Regions from separate parts of the Arabidopsis thaliana genome. Here region 2 is linked to region 1. Evidence: chromatin contacts called from public capture Hi-C data. All regions are on one chromosome and are shown on one strand. The core of a region is the stretch at or near the end of the contact, and the rest is flanking DNA. Distances in the headings are between cores, read along the strand shown. Region 1 holds the start of MYA1 (myosin 1). Region 2 holds the start of NOF1 (U3 small nucleolar RNA-associated protein).

Region 1 (4,377 bases), core at 715-3,214:
CTAAGACTTGCTGTTCAACTGTCCTTCCTTCTACACCAGACCTCCCTCCCAAAAAGGCAAGGTACCTCATGAGCATCTTTGTCGTCTCGGTTTTACCAGCACCACTTTCTCCACTTACCAAAATCGAATTGTTTTTCCCTTCATTAATCATTGCCCTAATAACTTACACCGTGACCAAATCAGTAAATTATCTCACGAAATAGATAGAAGTACGATAAATTGATGGACGTGAACATGCACAAACCTGTATGCAGCATCCCCAATTGCAAAAACATGAGGACTTAGTTCTCCAAGTGCAATTCCCTTATATTGTTCCATCATATCAGTTTCATAAATATGAGGCAGCCTTTGGAATGGATTAACTGCAATTAGGATATTCCCTGTATATGTCTACAGAAGTAACACAAAACTTATTAGTATCATAGCTTATACCAAATGATTTCCTTTGCAGCAACAAAAAGTAAGAGATGTTAGAAAAAAAGGATAAAATATCTTACGTATATTTCATTAAGTTCATATCTTGTCTCAAGGTTTCGTAAGACTCCAGGCTCATGCAAGTATGAAAGTTTTGTCATGTCATCTACACCTCCAGATGGAGCTTCAGTATCCTTGGGAAAATATACGTTTGTCACAACCTGAAATCCATACAACATGGGGATATGTGAGGAGAACCATGGCCAACAAGGAAGTGTGAACATCTATACTTGACAGCAAAGAACTTATCATGAAAATATATCATGTGCAACAACATATAAAATGACAACGTAAATCATGTTTTTACGTCTCATGCTGCATCTTATCACATTAAGCTGTTTCCCTATCACGTGTAACGGTTTCAATAAAATTAGCTCTCACAACATATCAAGATAACTGCCGACTAGAAAGCCTGAAAGCTTCATTTTATGCACTCCATATTTCTGAGTATAAACTTGCCTTAAGACATTCAGTAAATACCAAAAACGTTCTTTGAAGGTATTTTTCTCTATTTATTATGTTACTTGGTTTGATCAAAACACTAAAAGCACAATAACCTACATCTACCTTGAATGCAGAAGGTAAAAACCTGCCGATCTAGGGATATAACGGGACTATGACAGTATCCCATTCCAAGATAAAACGTAACATTAATCGACATCTAAATTTATCAACGGACTTATTCCTACTCTTTTTTAGCCTAAACCCAAAGGTCGAGGCCACGTACAAGCTCATTGATTGAAGTAAAATAATAAAGATGTAACCTTATAGAAACTTACGGTTTTCCCCTTCTTGGTTTTGACATGAACGTTTATACCATCTATTCGAGTAACTTCTCCATCTATCCATGCCAAATGTGGATCTTCAACCCACACATGTGAACCCACAATTATGACTGGAGCAGCCTGCAACCATTGCATTTCATTTAACAACATCAAAAACATACATTGCCTCTAAAAGAGTTTACAGGTTCAAGGGGCACATAACATCTATTTTACAGCTTTAGGCAAAATTATATAAACGAGATTTTAATTCAGGCAAAGAGCAAGCTTCTAGAACTGAGCTAGACATAGTCAAACCAAAACCTTTCAGAAGTAAAAACAACCATAGATCAAGAATTAGCGTCTCCATACAGGAAACAAAAAGGGGTAAAGCAAGCAAACGCAACAACAACATTAACGAAACAAACAAGCAAGGTTTTCAGTTTTCAAATAAACAGTTGAGCAAAGAGACCGAGATATCTCTTAGAAACATAAAATGGTATAGAGATATATTTGAATTTACCATTTGAATAGCAAGAGGGGAAAGACCCCAGATGAGGAGATTAGAGCAGAATCAATCAACTTGTGGAGAGACTTGAGAGTGATAAAGTCAATGACTTTTCACCGGAAATCTCAGGAAAGGAAAGCCCTTTTTTCTTCTCCGGTGAGAATTTGGTAATCTCTCTCTCTTATCGCGGTGGAGAGTTTCAAAAAAAAAGGCGTTTCGTTGGAGCTCCGCTTGGAGAAGCCATTTGGGGGGTTTTATTTTGTCTCTTGTCTGATACAGATTACTAGTGGGTCCCAGTGCTAGCTTCAAAATGGACGGCATCGGTGAATTGTTCCACTTGATCAACCTCTTCTCAGCCGTTTAACTTCTTGATTTAGGAATTTTTCATAACATTAAGAAACTTTGGATTTTGTCTTTGTAAATGCATGAACAATCAACAAAAGTAAAAAGTTCGTAGCAAAAAAAAAGAAGAAAGAAATGTTTGTTATTAGGGCATCACCATTGTTTATTTTTGTTAATTAAGAATTTCAGATTTTGTGATAAACAAATGTTATAGTACATGTGGAAAAAATGTTATGGCCCCTGGTTTTAAAATGTAGGAAAATAAGGTAAATACGAAAAAAAAGGAAAAACGTAGGCGGCAGGATTCGAACCTGCGCGGGCAAAGCCCACATGATTTCTAGTCATGCCCGATAACCACTCCGGCACGCCTACTTTTGACAACGTCACCACTTTTTTACTATATAATTTAATCCATGAGTAAAATCATTACAAGCCCAAATGATCGCTGCGACAGCGAGTGTGTGACGTTAAACCCTAAATCTGGTGTCTTTGTGCAATCGCAAGATTCATTCACTCTCTGCGACACTAAAGATCGAAACTTTTGAATTGCAGAAATGGCGACAGCTTTAGCTTCCAAGCTCTCCAAAGGTACATTTTCATCTCTTAATATTATTATATTCGATAAAGTTTGGTTCTTTAAAAATTAGATTTTTTGCAACATTGATTTAGTATAAGTTTCGAAATGAGCTTTGAGTTTTTGGGTTTGTGATATGTCATGGACTTTGCTTTGGTTCATGAAATGCAGACTCAAGATTAAAACTTTTTTGTTCTTGTTGTGAATGTCACTAATTGTTGGTGATGTCGTTATATGATTCATCGACAATATGAGTAGGACGTTCATTGCTTGGAGGTCTTTGCAATGCTTTCTCTGGTTTGATGAATTCCTCCTCCAATGGAATGATGAATGGAAGCATCCTCTCTCAGGTCAAGCCTCTTTTCGCAAATATACGTCCTTGATGAAACTTTCTTCATATGCATTCGTGGGGTATAACCTGTGAATTGTGTGTCCTGATGATTTCCAATTCACAGCAACAACATAGGACATTCATTCAAATGGGGACGATTCTCAAATGCGTGGATAACTCGTGTGCTAAAGAGGTGATGTGCATTCAATCCCTGAGAGGTAAGAAAGGAGCAAGACTTGGCGATATCATTGTTGGTTCAGTGAAAGAAGCTAACCCAATTGTTCAAAAAAAAGTAAAGAAAGACGCTATCCCAAAAGGTAAAGTGAAGAAAGGGATGGTCGTGTACGGTGTGGTTGTGCGTGCTGCGATGCCTAAAGGACGTGCTGATGGAAGCCAAGTCAAGTTTGATGACAATGCCATTGTAGTTGTTGGCATTAAGGAAAAGAAAGGGCAGAATAATTCACATGGTTCCAAGAGGAAAATGGAGTACAACCAACCGACTGGTACCCGAGTGTTTGGTCCTGTCCCGCACGAGATGCGCCTCAGGAAACAGCTCAAGATCCTTTCTTTGGCTCAGCACATTGTTTGAGACAATACACCACACTAAAACATCAGTTATGATCTCCTTTATGTGACTCTCTTTGATCCATTCATCACTTGGGTTTCTGTTGATTCTTCAACTATCCAACTCATTATTTTTGTTAATTCTAATGAATTATGAAACCTTAACGTACCAATTATGATCTCTTATTTAGGTTTCTTTTAATTGTTAAACTCTACTCTCTTAGTAAAAAAAGCAGGGGAAATAGCTTTAAACAACCATCCTTCTCCAAACCCTTCACTTAGTTTTCATGTTTGATACAGCATCCCTCATTAAACACTTTGGAATCAATATTACCTGTTGTATAACAATAACAATAGAAAAGACAATAATAACTCTTTCACAACAAGTATTTATATATAATAGATTACAGAAAAGTATTAAGGTGAATGTGACATAAATTTCAGTTACAATTCCTTAAGCCACATCTCCAATATTACAACAACATATCCACCTACAAGACTCCAAAGTAAAAACATTTCTTCTCTATTCTTCTTATACATAACAAACATACACATTCAAGTCCATGAGAAAAAGGAATGGACTTCAGCTATGCATCAAGGTCTTAATTCTTCTTCCCCCCAACATTTCACTTCTTATTTTTATGTAAACTTGTGGAAATTTTTTCAATAAATAAGAAATAATAAAATTATAATAGTGTAAGAGCTCGAGCATACACTGTTTCAAGATCTGGTCTTGAACTTTCTTTGAGCTTTCAAGTCGATCACTATGATTGAGATATTGTCTTTGCTTCCCATTTGAATAGCGAGTTTGGAGAGATATTCA
Region 2 (4,377 bases), core at 548-3,047, 49 kb before region 1:
AATCGTAGCCATAATTTGAAATAGTCTAACAGTTGATATTAAACTTTTTACGGATTTAAAAGACTGGTTTCTTCGTCGGTTTGGAAAAGATCTTCAGTTTTCCTAACAGCTGCATGAGACAACACAGCCAAGGCACCTGCCACGATGGCCACCGCGATATTGAGCTTCGCATCAGTTAAAAAAAGGATGGAAAGAGTGATAACAGACATGATTATAAGTACGATACGGTGGTCAATCTCGCGGTCAAAAACAGTGAGCGGTTCATCACGGAGGAAGTAGAGGAAGAGCCATGCACCGAGTAGGGCGAGTAGAACTAAGAGGGAGAAGGGATTCCAAATCAGGCTGAGAAATACGGAGAAGAGGACGACAATGGTGTAATTGGTCTGGAAATAGACCGTGTTGGCTCTGATTCTAGTGATCACGGTGGCTAGTTTGCGGGGGAAGTTGAAGGAACCGAGGTCTAGCATTTGCTTCCAAGGGCGGCGCGTGGCGAGGCCGGATCTTTTGTGTTGGTTGATGCCACGGGTGATGTACTCCAGCTTGGGGGCTAAGTCGTTAGACGACTTCTGATTGGTGCCATATGTTGTCATATTGTTTTTCTCCTTCGTGATATGGGAGAGAGATTAATTATTTTTGCTATAAGTGTGATGTGTTTGTGGTATGTGAAGAGAAAAGCATTACATGACTGAGAGGTTTTATAGAGTTTTGTATTTGCTATAACAAAAAAAAAAATTTGAACATCTTGTATAGTATATAAAAATGTGAAATATGGGATAACATTGAAAATACCTAAAATTACGGGACACACTTTTGAATCCAATTGTTCAGAATCAGAACACATCCACATGAGTCATGAGTCATGACTGACTTTAATTTAGATTTCATTTCCAAACTAATGTTTCACTTCTTCGCACTCGTTTTTTAATTTTCAAACTGATTGTGTTATTCACGTCGCACATGTTATTGCCATTTTTGTTTATCATTTGTAAAATGTATTGGATTGGCTTGCTAATCGATATTGATGTTCTTATCTATAAGATAAAACGTGAGGGAATTAACAGAGTCATAAAAACGACGTGAGAAAAAACCACAATATACAGTATATAAGAATAAGTGTGTCTAGAGTTACAAAACGACGAGGTGAAAGGGGCCAACGGGAGGAAGAACAGGCCACGTTGGCGTTGTCTAAATTTAAAACTGAAAAGAGGTGACACCAATGAGAAGGTGCCAGATGGGAACTGTAATAAGAAGAGAACGAGGAGAAAACTGCAAAACTCATGAAAGGCCAGACCAGAAAGAGATGAGACTTGCCTGCCCAAGTTATTTTTTCTTGCAATTATTGAAAAAATGAACATGGCTCTCCTTTAAGCCCACCACTCCAACTTGGAAACCTTGAATTCTGAATCTTTTTATTATTAACCAATAAATAATACATATATGAGTCATATATGTACTAAAAATGATAAATCTCATTCAGTGTATGATACATACAAATCTTTGTAGAAAGGTATAGGCTCTTGATAAGTAATTGTATGGATTATGATGTTTGGTTTCAGATGTGAGTGTATGAAAACTGGCCGTAAGGTCAGGAGATTTATCATATTTAGTTCAATTATTTTACATGTAGTCATTCTACATTAGCACCTGCGTATCGCTCTTGAATTTTACCATTTTAGTACTCTTGTATAGCGTAAGCTAAGTTTTGGGTAGAGATGACAAAAAAATAATAGGAAACCAGAAAAGGAAAGCGTTAAATATATTGGGCCTATTGCAAGGCCCATTCAATAACTAATAAACCGACGTGTACTAGTAACATCGTATCATCATCTTCTCCGTTATGACTTTGGGTTTTAATCTGCTCGGCCGCCGCTTTATTTTTCAGACCAAACCTACGAACTTCGTTTTGAGGCAGTTTTTTCTGACAGCTAAAATCTAAACTCCGTTGTCAACGCCGTCAAGCAAGCGACAAGGCTCAACATCTCCTATAATCTCTTTCTCTGCACCAGTTAACTTCCCTAAGATGGCTCCAAACGCTACTGGAGTCTTGAAGAGGCACAGGTCCCATGAGAAATTCGATAAGAAACGAGATACGAAGAAGCACAAACATGTTGAAAAGACGATTGTTTCCAATCCTTCAACAGGTTTGTTAGCTCTTCTTTGTTAATTGTGCAAGAGATTACAGATTGTGTGTCCAACAAATTAAGTGGTGCTCAATATTAAACTCTTTTTGTGTTATTTTATCGTTAGATTCACCTGAAGAATCCTCTATAGAGGCTGAATCGGAAGCAATGGTTTACAGAGAACCGACACAGTACCAAAATTTGCTGGTGTCTCTTGGTTCATCTAACAAGGTTGTTGCTGATATGAACAAAAGAAGGTATCTTTACAATGTCGTTTGTTTTAACAAGTTCAAGTCTTCAGTTTTTGGTTTATTTGGAAGTCTTTGACTCTTTGTATGACTCGGAATTATGTCAATCATTTAGATTCGATATACTTGTTCCGATGTGGAACTAACTACTATGTCCTTTAAATCTTCAAATTTTATTCTTTTAAGATTGTGTTGATTATATGTAACAAGTTTCTTGGCATATATTGGTTGTGAGGGAGGTAGTGAATCTTCAAATCTTTTTTACAGGCAGAGAGAGGAAGAAGGTAAAAGTGACACAGAAGAAGATGAGGACGATGAAGATGAGGATGAGGAGGAAAACAGTGGGTCTGACGATTTAAGCTCTACTGATGGGGAGGATGATAAGAGTCAAGGTTAGTTTTTCCTTATCTAGTTTTGCAAGTTATTACTAGTTTCTATTGTGCTTAGACTTAGCATACTCCTGTAAACTTCATTATTGGCTCTTAAGTATTCTTGCAATAGTTGCATCGTTGTTCAGCCTTTTGATTTCACCTATGCTTCTGTTTGTATATTTAAGGGGATGATCAGGAAACTCTCGGAGGTCTTACGGACGACACGCAGGAAGACAATGATAATCAGAGTGAGGAAGAAGATCCTGACGACTATGAAACGGATGAGGAGGTGCATGAGTTGAGTACCAATGGCCAATCCTTTGTAGATGCTTCTTCATCTATTAGGTAAATTTGATTCAGATGGTGGTGTCTGCAAACATTTATTTACAGTTTGATGTGCTCGTTTATCCAATACAACTCTTTTATTCACACATTTATTGTTCAGTGCATTTAGTGAGCACCTTAGCCACAAATTATCCAGTGAAGAAGTGGAAACTTTACCAAAAGGCAAGTGGAAGTTTAAATGGGAATCACCTGCCTTTGACATGCCAAATTGCAAATGGAAAGGAACGAGTGAAAATTTTCTTGATGTATGTGTTCTGTAACCTTTCCTCAGAAAATATGGTCGCGAAGTCTGCCTCCAAACCTAGTAGTTTACCAGTAGCACCATTTGTTTATATTTTGCAGGGTATTCAGAGTGATGCACCTTACGGCCTCAAGCCGAAGTTATATAATCACTGGCTGCAATTGTACAAAAAATGTGGAGGCAAAGATTTGGACTCATCTAAGAGGAGAAAATTCTTCTCTATTTGTACGTATTAGATTCCGGGATTTTCCTATCTCTGGATTCTTTCTACTTTATATCATTCATGTTTCTTTCATGGCTCTGTGTTGATCATTGTATTTTGATACTGCAGGCAACAGCTATCTGGATATATTGCATTCTAACAAGAAACCCTTTTACCATTGTGGCTCTGACGAAGACTCAAGTGCCATGGATGCGTACCTTATGCATTCTGTGTGTACACACTTGTATTCCTTTTTCTAAGACAATTTATGAGTTTTTCATTAGACTCCGCATATCTTCAGGATTTATTGAAGTCCGTTTGTCTTATGCAGTTGAATCACATCTTTAAAACTAGAGATCTAGTGAAGAAGAATGAAAGTAAAATCGCCAAGCATCGAGAGACCTCCGAAGAAGAAATTCTTTCTGATGATGGATTTCTGGACCAAGGATTTACTCGTCCAAAGGTGACCCCTTCTGCTTTTCTTCTGCAAATATTTTATGTGTTTAAATATGTTGTTGCTCGCATTTGAGTTTGACAGTCGGTCTTACGTGTATTGTAATTCCAGGTCCTGATTCTATTACCATTGAGGAGCATTGCCTTTCGCGTTGTTAAGAGGCTCATACAACTAACTCCGGAATCTCAAAGGGTATATAAATTTATGAAATTCGTTCATCAATTTTTCAATTGGAAAATGCTTTGTGACTGTGTTGCCTCTACTCTACATCTCGTGGATGAGAAAATTCTCTAGTTTGATTGTTAGTGATGTTGAAAGAATTTTCTGCATTGATATTGTCTATGTTGCTAATGCCTTGAGTTGCCTATGCCATCTTCAATATCCTTCATTGGTTTC

Evidence for each region. Capture Hi-C pulls out chosen DNA fragments and counts their contacts.
Region 2: a capture Hi-C map of seedling shows a contact between it and region 1, with 2.1 times the contacts expected there. A contact is called at or near these places in 2 of 26 Hi-C or Micro-C datasets (rosette leaf and vegetative nucleus) and 1 of 3 other capture datasets (seedling).

Annotation. Positions count from the first base shown.
Region 1 is chr1:6,036,837-6,041,213 of TAIR10.1, reverse strand. MYA1 (myosin 1) reads right to left here and starts at 1,964. Exons shown (of 38, transcript NM_101620.3): 1 at 1,759-1,964; 2 at 1,254-1,379; 3 at 498-635; 4 at 245-390; 5 at 1-155. The coding sequence starts at 1,761. HLL (Ribosomal protein L14p/L23e family protein) reads left to right here and starts at 2,516. Exons shown (of 3, transcript NM_101619.2): 1 at 2,516-2,673; 2 at 2,918-3,009; 3 at 3,115-3,807. The coding sequence starts at 2,640. The coding sequence ends at 3,579. It overlaps AT1G17570 (a tRNA gene), which reads right to left and starts at 2,457; the gene lies at 2,376-2,457. HAB2 (homology to ABI2) reads right to left here. Exons shown (of 4, transcript NM_101618.3): 4 at 3,816-4,377. The coding sequence ends at 4,275.
Region 2 is chr1:6,085,801-6,090,177 of TAIR10.1, reverse strand. NOF1 (U3 small nucleolar RNA-associated protein) reads left to right here and starts at 1,797. Exons shown (of 24, transcript NM_101631.2): 1 at 1,797-2,141; 2 at 2,248-2,377; 3 at 2,636-2,760; 4 at 2,925-3,084; 5 at 3,185-3,329; 6 at 3,427-3,550; 7 at 3,657-3,757; 8 at 3,859-3,990; 9 at 4,093-4,173. The coding sequence starts at 2,021. PRA1.F1 (prenylated RAB acceptor 1.F1) reads right to left here and starts at 718. Exons shown (of 1, transcript NM_101632.4): 1 at 1-718. The coding sequence starts at 590. The coding sequence ends at 48.